Regions from separate parts of the Mus musculus genome. Here region 2 is linked to region 1. Evidence: chromatin contacts called from public promoter capture Hi-C data. All regions are on one chromosome and are shown on one strand. Each heading gives the region's core, a stretch centred on a gene start, on an enhancer-like site or on the middle of the called end of the contact. The rest is flanking DNA. Distances are from core to core; before and after follow the strand shown.

Region 1 (6,770 bases), core at 1,191-3,690:
GTTGAGCATGGACCACCTCACCCAGCTGTTGAGCATGGACCACCACACCCAGCTGTTGAGCATGGACCACCACACCCAGCTGTTGAGCATGGACCACCTCACCCAGCTGTTGAGCATGGACCACCTCACCAGCTGTTGAGCATGGACCACCTCACCCAGCTGTTGAGCATGGACCACCTCACCCAGCTGTTGAGCATGGACCACCACACCCAGCTGTTGAGCATGGACCACCTCACCCAGCTGTTGAGCATGGACCACCTCACCAGCTGTTGAGCATGGACCACCTCACCCAGCTGTTGAGCATGGACCACCTCACCCAGCTGTTGAGCATGGACCACCTCACCCAGCTGTTGAGCATGGACCACCTCACCCAGCTGTTGAACATGGACCACCGCACCCAGCTGTTGGTTCGTCTGTTCTGAGTTGAGGTTAAACTTGCCTGGAACAAATTCTGTAGCTCGGTTTGGCTACATAACAATTCTCCTGCCTCAGCCTCCTTGCCTACTAGGATGATAAGACTCAGCCACCACGTTCAACTCACAGTTTCTGTAAGAACGTTGTAAAGGGCAGGAAGATCTTAGCATCCTTGCAAGGATCAGCCTTCTAGTAAGTGAACATTCCTGGTTAACATTCGTGTTTAATTCCCAGACGTAACTTAGTGGGTCACAGAAGCCCTCCTGACACACGGGCTGCTGTCTGCTCTCCAAAAGGGCTGGCCCAGGTACAGACCCAGTGGTAGACAGGAGATGCCCAAGCCCGACGGCTGTGGCGGCCTCACTCTTGCATTTACCCTTCTCTGGGAAGGAAGTATCCACACGTGCTCTTTCTGCTCTCATACAGAAGCAAGAGGTCTCGTGTGGACAGGGTCACAGGCTTCCCACTTTTTTTTATTTTTTATTTTTTTTTTTATTTTTTTTAAAGATTTTATTTATTTATTATATATAGGTACACTGTCGCTGTCTTCAGACACTCCAGAAGAGGGAGTCAGATTTTGTTACGGATGGTTGTGAGCCACCATGTGGTTGCTGGGATTTGAACTCCGGACCTTCGGAAGAGCAATCGGGTGCTCTTACCCACTGAGCCATCTCACCAGCCCCCCACTTTTTCTTACCTCTGTCCTATCGCTTACAATTCAGGCATGGGTCCTTGTAAGAAGCTCTACCCAGAGGCTCAAGGTAGCACTTGCCAGCTACCTTGAGTGTGAGGCTCTGGGTTCCACCCCCAGCTCTGAAATAAAGCAGTTGGGAATGTAAGGAACAATTAAAACAACCAGTCATTAACAAATCAATTGCTTGGGGACCTACATGTCTAAGTTAAATTTCAGATAGAACCAAGATTTTAGCACAGAGGGTAGAATCATAAAAGTTCTGGAGATTAGTTTCCACGTGGGGCTTCACTGCCTGGGAACCAGCACACACTCTTAGGCAAGATAGCAACCTAGAAGCTATGAAAAAGAGATAGCAAGACACCAGGGAGCAGAAAAAGTACATTAAATCAAGCTCAATGACTCATGTCCCTAATCCTACCACTGGGGAAAGTGAGGCAGGGGGATTGATGAGAGTTTGAGGGAAGCATGAACTACAGGGTGAGTGTTAGGCCAGGTTCCACTGTGTCCTGAAAAAAAAAAAAAAAAAAAAAAAAACAACTTCTTTTTACATCACAGGAAAGCACTGTAAAGGCTAGTGGTAAATAATTATACTCAGGACGGCAGGGAGTTTCTTTTATAAACAAAAGCCTAACTTTATTAAGGTAGAAGTAGTCTCCACAAATTAACAAAATACACAGGCAAACACAAGGTGGATGAAGGATGTGGTTGAGTTAAGAAATGCGAAAGGTTATGTATGGTGGCTCACACCTAGGTGGATCTCTGTGAGTTTGAAACCAGCCTGGTCTACATAGTACATTCCAGGTCACCAGAGGTACATAGTAAAACCTTGTCTCAAAAAATAAATGAATGGATGAACAAATACAGACAATCAACATGCTAAAATAATAAAATAAAATAAAGCATGCTAAAACGATGAACATTCTCACTTCTAATTAAGTGAAAGCAAGTTAAGTCAATGAGAAACTCGTTTGACCTATCAGATGATTTTCATCAAGCTTAAGTAACTTGCTAAAGGGCTAAAATCTAGCACTTGGGAGGCTGAGTGAAGAGGATCAGAACTCCTGGGCCAAACGTGAGATATCGACTCAAACCAACCAACCAAACAAATTAAAACAACCAAACCGGGCAGAATGATTGCGACAGTTTGAAAAGAGAAATGTCCACCATAGGCTCAGGTATTTGAATATTTGGTCTTGTTGGACGCTCAGTTTGGGGAAGTTGTGGAACCTTTAGGAGGTGCAGTCTTGTTGGAGGAAGTCCATCACTAAGGGGTGGGCTCTGAAGGGGTTCGGGGTATCCCCTTGACCCACTTCCGGTTCACACTCACCACTTCCTGTGTGTAGATGGACATGTGACCTCTCAGCTTCCTGCTCCTGCCGGATGCCTGCTGCCTGCTGCTCTGCTTCCCCACTGCCTTGGACGCACATCCCTGGGGAGCTGTGGGGCAGAGTAAACACTTTTGTCTACTAATTGCTTTTGGTCATGGTATTTTATCTCAGCAACAAGGGTAACTAAGAGAGTGGTACACACCTCTAATCCCGACCCTCAGATGGAGGAAGCAAGAGGATCACAAGTTGTCCTCGGATAAATAACAACTTGGACGCCAGCCTGAGCTACATAAGGCTGCTCCAAACAAACAGACAAAAGACAGGGGGAAAAAAAGGCCAAACCCAAACAAATAAAATCTGCTCAAATGGTGACAAGGGGCTGGCAGCTCACTGGAACACACATATATTCTTAGTGATGAAGAATTGCAGAAGGTCATTGTTTAACCCATATTTTGAGAATATAAAGAATGATAGGTTGCCAGATGGTGGTGTACCCCTTTAGCCCCAGAATTTGGGAGGCCGAGGCACTCCACTTTCTGAGTTAAAGGCCAGTCTGGCCTACAGAGTGAGTTCCGCCGGGCAGTGGTGGCGGTTGGGAGGCAGAGGCAGGTGAATTTCTGAGTTCAAGGCCAGCCTGGTCTGCAGAGTGAGTTCCAGGACACCCAGGGCTACACAGAGAAACCCTGTCTCAAAAACAAAAAACAATAACAACAAAGTGAGTTCTAGGATAGCCAGGGCTCCCCAGTCTCCGGGTGGGTGGGTGGGAAATAAATAAATAAAGGATGACATGGATCCATATGTGTTATAACAGATGCCTAGAGTATATCATTAAGTGGAAAGTGCAAGAGTACAGCTAAGTTAGTGGCGTGGTGTCCAGTGTTCACAAAGCCCTCAGTTCAGTCCCCTGACCCCACAGCATCCTGGCATGGTAGTTTATATCTGTAATCCTAGCACCAGGATCTTCAGCACCATAGTGAATTTGAGGGTAGCTTAGAATTTGTAAGACCCTATCAAGAGAGGGTCAGGAAGGGAGGAGAGTAGGTGGAAGAAAGTAAGAAAGAGAAGGAAGGAAGGAAGGAAGGAAGGAAGGAAGGAAGGAAGGAAAAAGGAAGGAGGGAGGGAGGGAAGGAGAGAGAGGGGGAGGCAGGTAGGCTGGGTATGGTGGGTGTCTTAGAGGTTTTTATTGCTGTGAGGGAAAGGGTTTATTTTGTTACACTTCTGTATCACAGTCCACAGTTGATGGAAGTCAGTGCAAGAGCTCCAGACAGGAACCTGGAGGCAGGAACTAAAGTAGAGGACATGAAGGAATACAGTTTACTGGTTGTCTCTCTTCCTGGTTTGCTACTCCCCACCTCACACCCTGCTTCTTTTGTTTTGTTTGTTTGTTTTGTTTTTAAAGGCAGGGTCTCTATGTAGCCCTGGCTGTCCTTTAACTCACTATGCAGCTTAGGCTAACCTCAGACTTACAGAGTTCTGGGATGAAGGCATTGGCTTGCTTTCTTATACAACTCAGGACCACCTGCTTAAAAGTAGGGTCACTTGGGCTGGAGAGATGGCTGAGCGGTTAAGAGCACTGATTGTTCTTCCAGAGGTCCTGAGTTCAATTCCCAGCAACCACATGGCGGCTCACAACCATCTGTTCTGATACCATCTTCTGGTGTGTCTGAAGTGTGCTCATATACATAAAATAAATAGATAATAATAATGATAATAATAAGAGTAGAGGCTGGGTTCTCCTGCATTAATCATTAATCAAGAAAATGCCCCTCCAGGCTTGTCCACAGGGTAATTGGGTTAGGAAATTTTCTCAATTTAGGTTCTCTCTTCTCAAAAGACTAATTTGTGTCAAGTTGAAAAAAAGGAGGAGGAAGAAGAGGAGGAGGAGAAAAAGAAAACCAACCAATGGGACATCTCAGGAGTCTGGAGGCAGAGCAGGTGGACCTCTGTGAGTTCCAGGGCAGCCTGGTCTACAGAGTGAATTCCAGGGCAGCCAGAGTAGCATAGTAAGTCTCTGTCTCAAAAACGAAAGAAAAAAGAAAAGAGGCAAACTCTACCTCCAATTTTACAGTATGACCTTTCATGAAATGTCACATGTCTGAGGTCACAGATACTCAGGAAACTGAGGTGTGGGAGTCCAAGACCAGCCCAGCAACCTCGGGAGGCTTGCATCTCAACAAAATAAATACACCAATGATTTAGAAACAAAAAGGAGGAAAGATGCTATAGGGAGATATTTTATTTGCTGTTCTTTAACAGTTTATTTTTAAAGTTGGAGATGGAGCCCCCGGCCTCATTTACCTTAATAGTTGGCTCCCCACCCCCACCCCAGCCCCCTGAGCTCGGCCCACAGCCTTTGCCCTCACCCTAGCCATTCATTAGAGGCTTTTGATCTTAAGCAACAGAATCTGCCAGTGACTGTCCTAAGCCTAAAAGAATGCACTGGGAGGTTGTGATGCAGCAGTTCTTGTGTCATTAGAACTTGGTGAGGAAGATGGGTATAGCCCTTCCAGGAGCCAGCCCAAGCCAGCCCTTTCCAGGTCTACCCTAGGCATCATCCAGGGACCTTGCCTCTCCTGCCCTGCTCTCCTTTCACTGTGGGGCCTTTCCACTCTGCTTGGATTTGTAATCAGTGTGTACCAACAGCCTTCCATCTGAAAAATGAGGGGCAGGTGCCTCCCATCTCCTGTCCTTGCGTGTCCGGTGCTGTCATCTGAGGTGTCCATAGGTGCTGGGTCTTCACATGGGCAACTCAGAGAAGTGAGGGGCATATCCTGCCCAAGGTGCTCATAGCTCTGCCTTCCTTCAACCCAACACTGTTCCGAGGTCCAGGTTCTGCTTCATAGCTCTGAGAGGGCTGGAGCGTCCAGCTGGAATACACACTGGGGCTCTTTCTCCCAGTTTCTCTCATTACTTGAGTCACAGATGCACTTCCTTCATACAAGCCCTTACTTGGGCATTTGTTTAGGGAGGACAGACTAGAACAAAGTTCCATGTTGGGGGTGAATTACCTACCTTATGCAATAAGCCACGATTCAGGTTCTAAGAGAGCTAGCCACTCTGTCCTGTTATCTCAGGACTCAGGAGACTGAGGCAGAAGGATTGCAAGTTTGAGCCCAGCTAGGAATATAGAGTGAATCCAAGCCAGCCAGGGATACATGGCAAAACCTCACTTCAAAAAAGCTGTAAAAGGGCTTTGGAGATGGTTCTGTGGATGAAGGGGCTTGCCCTCAAGGCTGACACTTTGAGTTCATTCCCAGAAGCTATATAGTCATTCCCAAACATGGTCTTCTGACTTCTAGCACCATTGTTAGTACACACACACACACACACACACACACACACACACACATACCACACACCTAAGTAAATGTAAAAATGAATTTTAAATAGCTTTTAAAAAACTAAACAGGGCTAGAGAGATGGCTCAGCAGTTAAGAGCACTAGCTGCGGGCTGGTGAGATGGCTCAGTGGGTAAGAGCACCCGACTGCTCTTCCAAAGGTCCGGAGTTCAAATCCCAGCAACCACATGGTGGCTCACAACCATCTGTAACAAGATCTGATGCCCTCTTCTGGAGTGTCTGAAGACAGCTATAGTGTACTTACATAAAAATAAATAAATTAAAAAAAAAATCCTCACGGCGAGTGTTAAATGTTTAAAAAAAAAAAAAAAAAAAACAGGCTGCTCTTCAGGGGTCCTGAGTTCAATTCCTAGCAACCACATGGTGGCTCACAACCATCTGTAATGGGATCTGATGCCCTCTTCTGGTGTACAGAAGGTACTCATTTACATAAAATAAATAAATCTTAAAAAACAAAACAGAGCCGAGTGTGGTGGCACATCTTTAGTCCTAGCACTCGGGAGGCAGAGGCAGGCAGATTTCTGAGTTCGAGGCCAGCCTGGTCTACAAAGTGAATTCCAGGATAGCCAGGGCTACACAGGGAAACCCTGTCTCAAAAAACCAAACCAAACAAACAAACAAAACCAAAAAAAAAAAAAAAAAAAACCAAACAAGCAAAAAACCCAGTTATGCTCTTGCCTCTCTCTTGCCTCTCTCTTGCCTCTTGCTCCCTTGCTCCCCATTCCCCCCCCCCCACCTTCACATGGTCATGGCCAGCCCCCAGGTCTCTATTCTCTATTCTCTCTTCTCTGCCTTTCTCTGCCTCTACTACTCTCTCAACTCCCCTCCCCATGCCCTGAATAAACTCTATTCTATACTAAAAAACAAAAACAAAACCAGCCAGGTGGTGGTGGCACACACCTTAAATCCCAGGACTCAGGAGCCAGAGACAGGCAGATCTCTGTGAGTTCTTTGCCAGCTCGTCTACAGATCTAG
Region 2 (6,770 bases), core at 1,888-4,387, 190 kb after region 1:
GTTAGACTCCTGGACTGACACTGCTGTCTGAAACGCCAGCAGGCACTGCCAAGCACACAGCATGTGCAGATAGGAAAGCTAGATACCAAAAAGCTCTACGGGACAAACTTAGTGATCTGGGGAGGGGGTTGGCAGAACAGGTGACACAGCTAGGGCTAGGTGGAGGCCACAGCACAGAGGGCCTGTTGTCCCATGACAAGTGACAGTGCTGGGTGATTTGCTCTGTGCATACGTGGCCCTGGAGGGTGCAGGAGTAGGAAAGGGAAGCAAAGCTACAGATTTGGTGAGGGAGAGACCAGTGTGCCCCACCATGTCCCCGGCTGTGGCATTTACACACTCCCGCATGCTCTGGGGACTCAACAGACACAGTCAGCCATCACTGGTGGAATAAAGTCTTAGAAGCAGGTAAAAACAGAAACGAGAAAGTTGGGCCTGGTGGTGCAGACTGGAGGATCACAAGTCTGAGGCCAGCCTGTGCTATGCAGTGAAGGGTATTTCTGAAGGAAGGGTGCTTCTGAACCCAAAGAGCATGTAGCAGGATGAGAGGGATGGGACCTGGTGGTGGGGCTGACAGTAAGAGAGATTAAGACACACAAATAAAAAAGCAACAACAACAAAAAGCCCAGCAAGGCCTTCTGGTATATAGGGTGACCTACCGCGGTTCCAGGTGGTGGCTAAGGTGCAGTTTTGGGCAGAGGTCCGCCTGGCTAGAGAAGGGTGCTTGAGAATCTGGGATTTACACAGCTGTATGAGGCTGTCCACAATGAGTGGGCTTGGAGGAAAGAAGAGATATTTGGAGACTTAAAGCAACATATAACTCCCAACACTCCTCAGTTATCTTATCTGGAGGAAACTTACCAGTAAGTCTCTCTCTTGGGGATGTCCTCAGTGGAGTGCCAAAGCCGGGCATGGGAGATGATATCCAAAACACGCTGTTCTTGGTTCTCTATGTGATTAGCTGGATCATCAACAAGACTAAGCACTTTCTTGGGGAGGCCTTCTATTAACTTGGTCTTAGTAAGCCAGAGAGCCTGCTTCATCCCTGTGGGACAACCAAAAGAAGAGAGAGAGAGAGAGAGGAGAGGGGAGGGGAGGGCTCAGGAAGAGATGTTTATGCCTGTCAGGGAGCACCAGAGAAAAGGCTGCCTCAAGGGACTCTGGTTTTGTTTTTGAGATATCTGAAAACCGAAACTTCCAGGTGGTAAGAGCAGAATACGGGGAATGAGTGCTTAAAAACAGGAGGAGTTCAAACCATGCTCAAGACAGCTGAGTTCCCTGCTGACTCCCCACAGAGAAATCAAAGCTGTGAGACTAGTTCAGTGGATACCAGCCCTTCAAATAAAATCCCAGCTCTGTGATGTTTTTCTGCTAGCAATCTCAAGCCATGTTTTATGGCTCTCTAGCACCTAACAAAATATAAAGTATTTAGAGCTGCCATTTACTGAATGTCACCTCCTGTGCCATGAACTTACCTACAAGTTAGATGGGATTCTGACATGAAGGGGGAAACTTGGACAGACTGAGTTTGCTTCAAGTTGCCTATCTTTAAGGTAATACAGGTAAGAGGAGAACCTGAGACTGTCTACCATAAAGTCCACAGTCTCTCTATAACCCCAGTCTGCTTCTCAGGGCCATATCTCACAAGGGTTTATTGGGATTTTATAAGACCTCTCTGTACATTGAGAAAGTGTAGGATAGAAAATACATTTTCAGACTGGTTCAATGAATGCAATCTTAACTTCTGATCTTTTTTCCTAAAGCACGGTTTCTCTGTGTAGCCCTGGCTATCCTGGAACTCACTCAGTAGACCAGGCTGACTTGAACTCACAGAGATCTTCCTGCTTCTGCCTCCTGAGGGCTGGGATTAAAGGCATGCACCACCATCTCCAGGTGCAATCCTAACTTCTGAAACACATCCATCCACTAGGCATTCGTTGTCAGGGTAATGCAAAGGGGTCGTGTCTGTGAGATCCTTCACAGCACCTCCTGAGTTCACAGAAAATGGTTAATGGCCAAAAATATCAGCTTGCAGGCATAGAAGTGGGCCTTTTAGGAGGCTGGCCTATGGCTATCGATTTTTCCAAACTTATGACTGATTCTCTTAATTTGGCTCCAAACCTTGTTGGGTCTCTGTATTTCCTAGTTATCCTTTGGAATCTCTGCTCCCACAGACTTCAGTTGTTTTTGGTTTTAGGATCTTCCCTATCCTCATCCTGATCCTGAGAGGGTTCAACTCTGGAAAACAGTTCCTGACACTCCTCTTAAGAAACAGAATGACTTTGAGACATTGATGTATCTCCCCCGCCTCCCCACAGGGTTTCTCTGTGTAGCCCTGACTGTCTTCGAACTCATTCACTCTGTAGATTAGGCTGGCCTCCAACTCAGGAAAAGGCTCAAGACATTCTGACCTGTTATTAAGTGGGTAGACTTTTGGGTGCAAATCCTTTCTTTGAAAACATATCCCAGGCCTATTTTAACAAAAGACACCCCCAGAAAAGGAGCGTTGTAGACCTGCTTTATTATCACCTCTCCACGCATGGAGACAAATCCCCTCCTCTCTGCACACATTCTCCATTGCTCCCTTTCACAAACACCTTGATCTGACAACTCTTGGAAGCCGGGTGTTACTCTATTCTACTTCCAGAGGAAGAAACTTCCCCAGGCTCGGGGTCACTGCTGAGCCTGGGACAGCGTCTCCTCCCGTTTGTCCTGAGACCTCACCCTCCAGGAGTCGGCAACGCTGGTGGAAGATGTAGCAGGGTTCTTCCTTGTACAGAGTCTGTTCGTGGATCGGGGCGGCACGGTGGAAGCGTGGGTCATTCCAGCCGCGCTCCCACGGCGGGAAGATCGGCCTCGCCAGCCACGGGACGAAGTGCTTCTTGCCCTCGTAGGTAATGGGCTCCAGACCGGGGATCTCGTACACCCTGTCCAGGGGGCGAGGCTCGGGCTTCCGCGTGGAGCGCACGCCCCACTCATACGCCCCACGTTTCGGAGTCCCGTAACCTCCGAGGCCGAGCCTTCCAGAGCCAGCGAGTGCCCGCAGAGCGGGCCCGGACGCCAAGGCCATACCGACTCCGTTTCTACAAAACCTCTACCTGGACGCCGCCATCTTTGCCCGTGCAGGGACTGCTGGGAGCCAAAGGGGCGGAGCGCAATGACGGGTTTTTGCGAATGACAGACACTTCACCCAATCACAATTAGAATATGCTTGCTTTGTCCCCGCCCCTCAGGCAGTTCCCATCCTTATTGGTGGAACCTGGAAGGTGCTCTTTGCTTGGGGTTTCTGAAGTGCCACACGTGAAGAAACTTGCTGGTAGGTAGGTGAGCGCGGTGGTGGAGCTCGCGGCCGGCGCGGAGGAGCGTAGGGACCTCAGATCTGTACTTTGCACGCCTTTGACCCTTAGGCATTTAGAACGTGAGAGGGCCCGGTCTCCTCGCTGTAAAATTAGGAGTTAAAATGCCTTAGCGGGTCCGACGCCTCATGAGTTCTGGAACTGCCATCCTTTCCGCCCTTCTCAGCGTTGCCCACACTTTCCTGGCTGCGGCTTCCCAGAGCCTGCGAGTGGCCCGGGTACCTCTTTCTATGCCAGCTTGGCGGCCGACTGCTGGCACTGCGGCTCGCCCGGCGCCGAACGCGAGTTACTTTTGCTCTGCTGCTGCTAAGTTTTCCGATTCCCGGAGGCGGGTCCAGTGCACTGGCTTCTGGCAGGCTCGCTGCGGGGGTCAGAGTGAGGACTGTGCTAAGTAAGCATCGGGTGGGCATAGGTTGAGGGACCACCGAGTGAGTACATGAGTGCACGACGTGAACGGTGGCAACACACACATGCTTCCTGTCCCTTAGGTCTTTTCTCTTGTTTGACCACTGTCAGAGTTGCATTGTTTAGTGACCGGCCCGTGAACTCTCCCTGGCTTCTAGAGCAGTTGCGTGACACACACTTTAGGTTAACAAATGAATACATAGTAGAACAAATAAGGTGCTTGGTAATGACAAGGGGAACACTTGAGAAGGTCTCTGAGAGGAGATGACCTTTCAGCCAAGGCCTGAAGAGTAGGGATAAGCATCCAGGGCGAGGCTGCAACAGGGATTGTGCCTCCCAGATGGGAAGGAACTTCATCTTTAAAATTGTGCATGAAGTGGCCACCTTGTCTACCAGTTTCCAAAACGACTGAGACAATAGGACTATTTAACCCCCATGAATGCAAAAGAGGCAGAGGACAATATGACTAACACTCAGACTACCCAGCAGTTTACAGTTAAAGCATTTTCATTTGTCTTAGTACATCTCCTTCCCAAATGCTAAGAGTAATTGCCATAAAGAGAGGCACCATTCACTCAGTTATCTGATGCACAGTACAGATGGAGTGACTGGATGAGTATAACACCGTGCTAGGTCTTAACAAGGACAGGGACCGTGTCCTGTGCCTTCTGCCTTACAACACCAAATCCTGTACCCAGCTCCCGGACTATAGAGGGAACGAACACTCACCAGGCCATGGGAGCTTCCTGTATGCCAGGTGTTTGGCAGAATACAGAAAGAGTGAGACACCAACTTCATTCTCACTGGTGGCCCAGCCTCAGAAACACACCAAAGTCAAAGAGCTCCTGCACAGTAGGAGAGGCCTTCTGAATCCAAATTCCCCGCCTCTGCTTAGATTTACACACACACAAAACCCCAATAGTTATAAGCAGTAAGCATGCCCCCAAATGACAGCAGATCCTCTGGTTAAGCCATCCCTGTCCCTATAGCCTGGTGGGCCTTGGGGAGAGTGTGAGAGAGAGAACAGAGTACAACCCCCACATCTTCTTTCTCCCAGGCGGACAGCAAAGAGAGGCCTGGCTTATTCACTTGTGTCCTCCCCCCTCCCACCCCCTATTGCCCAAGCCCCACTGACAATGGCTGAGACGGAGGAGGAGGAGGATTCTGAGGCTTGGCTGCGGTTGAAGCCTGTGGAGCCCTTGCCCTCCCAGTGCTGCGGCAGTGGCTGCTCGCCCTGTGTTTTTGACCTCTACTACCGAGACCTGGAAAGATGGGAAACAGCCCGAGCCAGAAATGACAGGAGCCTGCTGAGTGGGAAGCAACCACCTGAGAGCCAGGTGAGGAGTCCAGAGTGGCCATATCTATCTGGCCCTGCCCCGCCCTGCCCTGCTCAGTGCCCCTGCTATGGGAAGCCTTCCCTGACTAGTCAGTGGTGAGAAAGAAGTCCTTATAATGGAAGCAAATAGATCCAAGGACCTGAAATCAGCCTGTTAGCTATGTGGATATAGTCTAAGTCCCTTAACCTTGTGCCTTTATTTTGCCATCTATAAAATGGACCAAGTTATTTGTAATGTTTAACGCCAAACCTAATGATTATTTCACTCAACAGATATCCATTGAATACCTGTTATACACCAGGCCCTATAAGCCAATGAGGATTTGTGAGTGAGCAAGGCATAGTCCTTGCCCTCAAAAGAGCACACTAACTTGGTACGATACAGACAGGTAAATAGGGCGTGTTGCTGTTACTCTGGAGCCCAATGGCTTTCTCTTCCCTTTCTAAGCCTTCGTTCATTTTACAGTAGTTCTGTTCAGTATGTAGTGGCTCTGTAATCACCTGTGGTAACAGAAAATTACGCGGTATTACAAAATTTGGTAAGTCTTACAAAACAGCTCTTTTTTTCTCTCTCTCTCTCTTTGGATTTTCAAGATAGGATTTCTCTGTATAGCCCCGGCTATCTTGGAACTCCCCTCTGTAGGCTGGCCTCAAACTTAGAAATCCACCTGCCTCTGCCTTCTGAGTGCTGGGATTAAAGGTGTGCGACACCGCCACGCAAAACAGCATATTTCAATCTAATAATTTTATCTTTTAAATTGTAATGAAGTAATAATAATTTACTAATTTCCCTAGTAATTTACATTTTGGAAATGCATACACAAAATTGGGTGTGGTGGCGTACTCTTTTAATCCCAGCACTTAGAAGCTAGAGGCCGGAGAATCAAAGACTCAAAGCCAACCTTGGCCAACTAGGAGTGAGGTCAGTCTGAGCTACATGAGACCCTGTCTCAGAGGCAGGGGGTGAGGAGACAACAGGCAAGCAGGCAAGCTGGGTGGTAGCCGTGGTATTCAGAGAAGGCTTCCCATAGAAGACACAGGGAGGGCTTGGGATGTTAGGGGCAATGAGCATGAATTTGAGTCCCTGCTCACGGTTGACTGTTAGATTTCCACTAGGGACTTCTCAGGCCATGCTCACCTGCTGCAGCCTTTCTCTCTCTACCCTCACAGCTTCTGTGATGGCTGTCAGGTGTCAGGCAGGCTCCATACTGTGACTGTCTGTGACTCTAATTCTCACATCCCCAAAGGAAGTTTACTGAGGATCCTAATCAGGGCTACATATTATGGACGCAGGTTAACTGAGGGATGGACCTTTCTCCCTTCTCCTGCCTCCTGGGAATCAGACAACCTGACTGCCACTGGGTATCATGGCCTACTCATCAGCTACAAGACCTGAGACCTCCCTTTTCTCTCTGAAGCCTGTAAGAGGAACCCCCACTTAGCTTCATGAGCCTGAGCCTTCTTTGGAACTCCCGCCATAATATCTGCCTCTGCTGTTAATAACTCTGTTCTCAGAAGGACAGTCTACCCCAGCATTCCTCCTGAAATCCAAAACCTGAGACGTTTCAGGCCTCAGCGTCCCCATATGTGATACAAGGATGTTAGACTGGATCGTCTCTAAGGCGCCCTCAGTTTTTCAACTCTCTAGCTCTGGAACTGACTAGATCTGAAGGATG

What was found. Promoter capture Hi-C pulls out the DNA fragments that hold promoters and counts their contacts.
Region 2: a promoter capture Hi-C map of the HPC-7 cell line shows a contact between it and region 1. The contact joins the promoter of Mrpl37 here to the enhancer-like site in region 1. A contact is called at or near these places in 7 of 39 promoter capture datasets (the HPC-7 cell line, embryonic stem cells, fetal liver and 3 more), 1 of 484 Hi-C or Micro-C datasets (8-cell embryo), 5 of 115 datasets of contacts at active chromatin or transcription factors (bone marrow-derived macrophages, embryonic hindbrain and embryonic stem cells) and 3 of 9 other capture datasets (adipose tissue, liver and pancreatic islet).

Annotation. Positions count from the first base shown.
Region 1 is chr4:106,878,866-106,885,635 of GRCm38.p6, forward strand. No RefSeq gene overlaps it. Among named protein-coding and RNA genes, the nearest start is that of Gm52672, 23 kb to the right of the region's middle. Within about 2 kb of position 2,441, at least 42 of the 459 cell types and tissues checked have an H3K27ac peak or open chromatin away from gene starts, as enhancers often do. A contact at or near this core is called in the HPC-7 cell line, bone marrow-derived macrophages and hematopoietic stem and progenitor cells, where this site is marked.
Region 2 is chr4:107,063,729-107,070,498 of GRCm38.p6, forward strand. Mrpl37 (mitochondrial ribosomal protein L37) reads right to left here and starts at 3,138. Exons shown (of 7, transcript NM_025500.2): 1 at 2,722-3,138; 2 at 859-1,042; 3 at 657-772. The coding sequence starts at 3,067. It overlaps Cyb5rl (cytochrome b5 reductase-like), which reads left to right and starts at 3,266. Exons shown (of 7, transcript NM_001346552.2): 1 at 3,266-3,317; 2 at 4,884-5,095. The coding sequence starts at 4,895.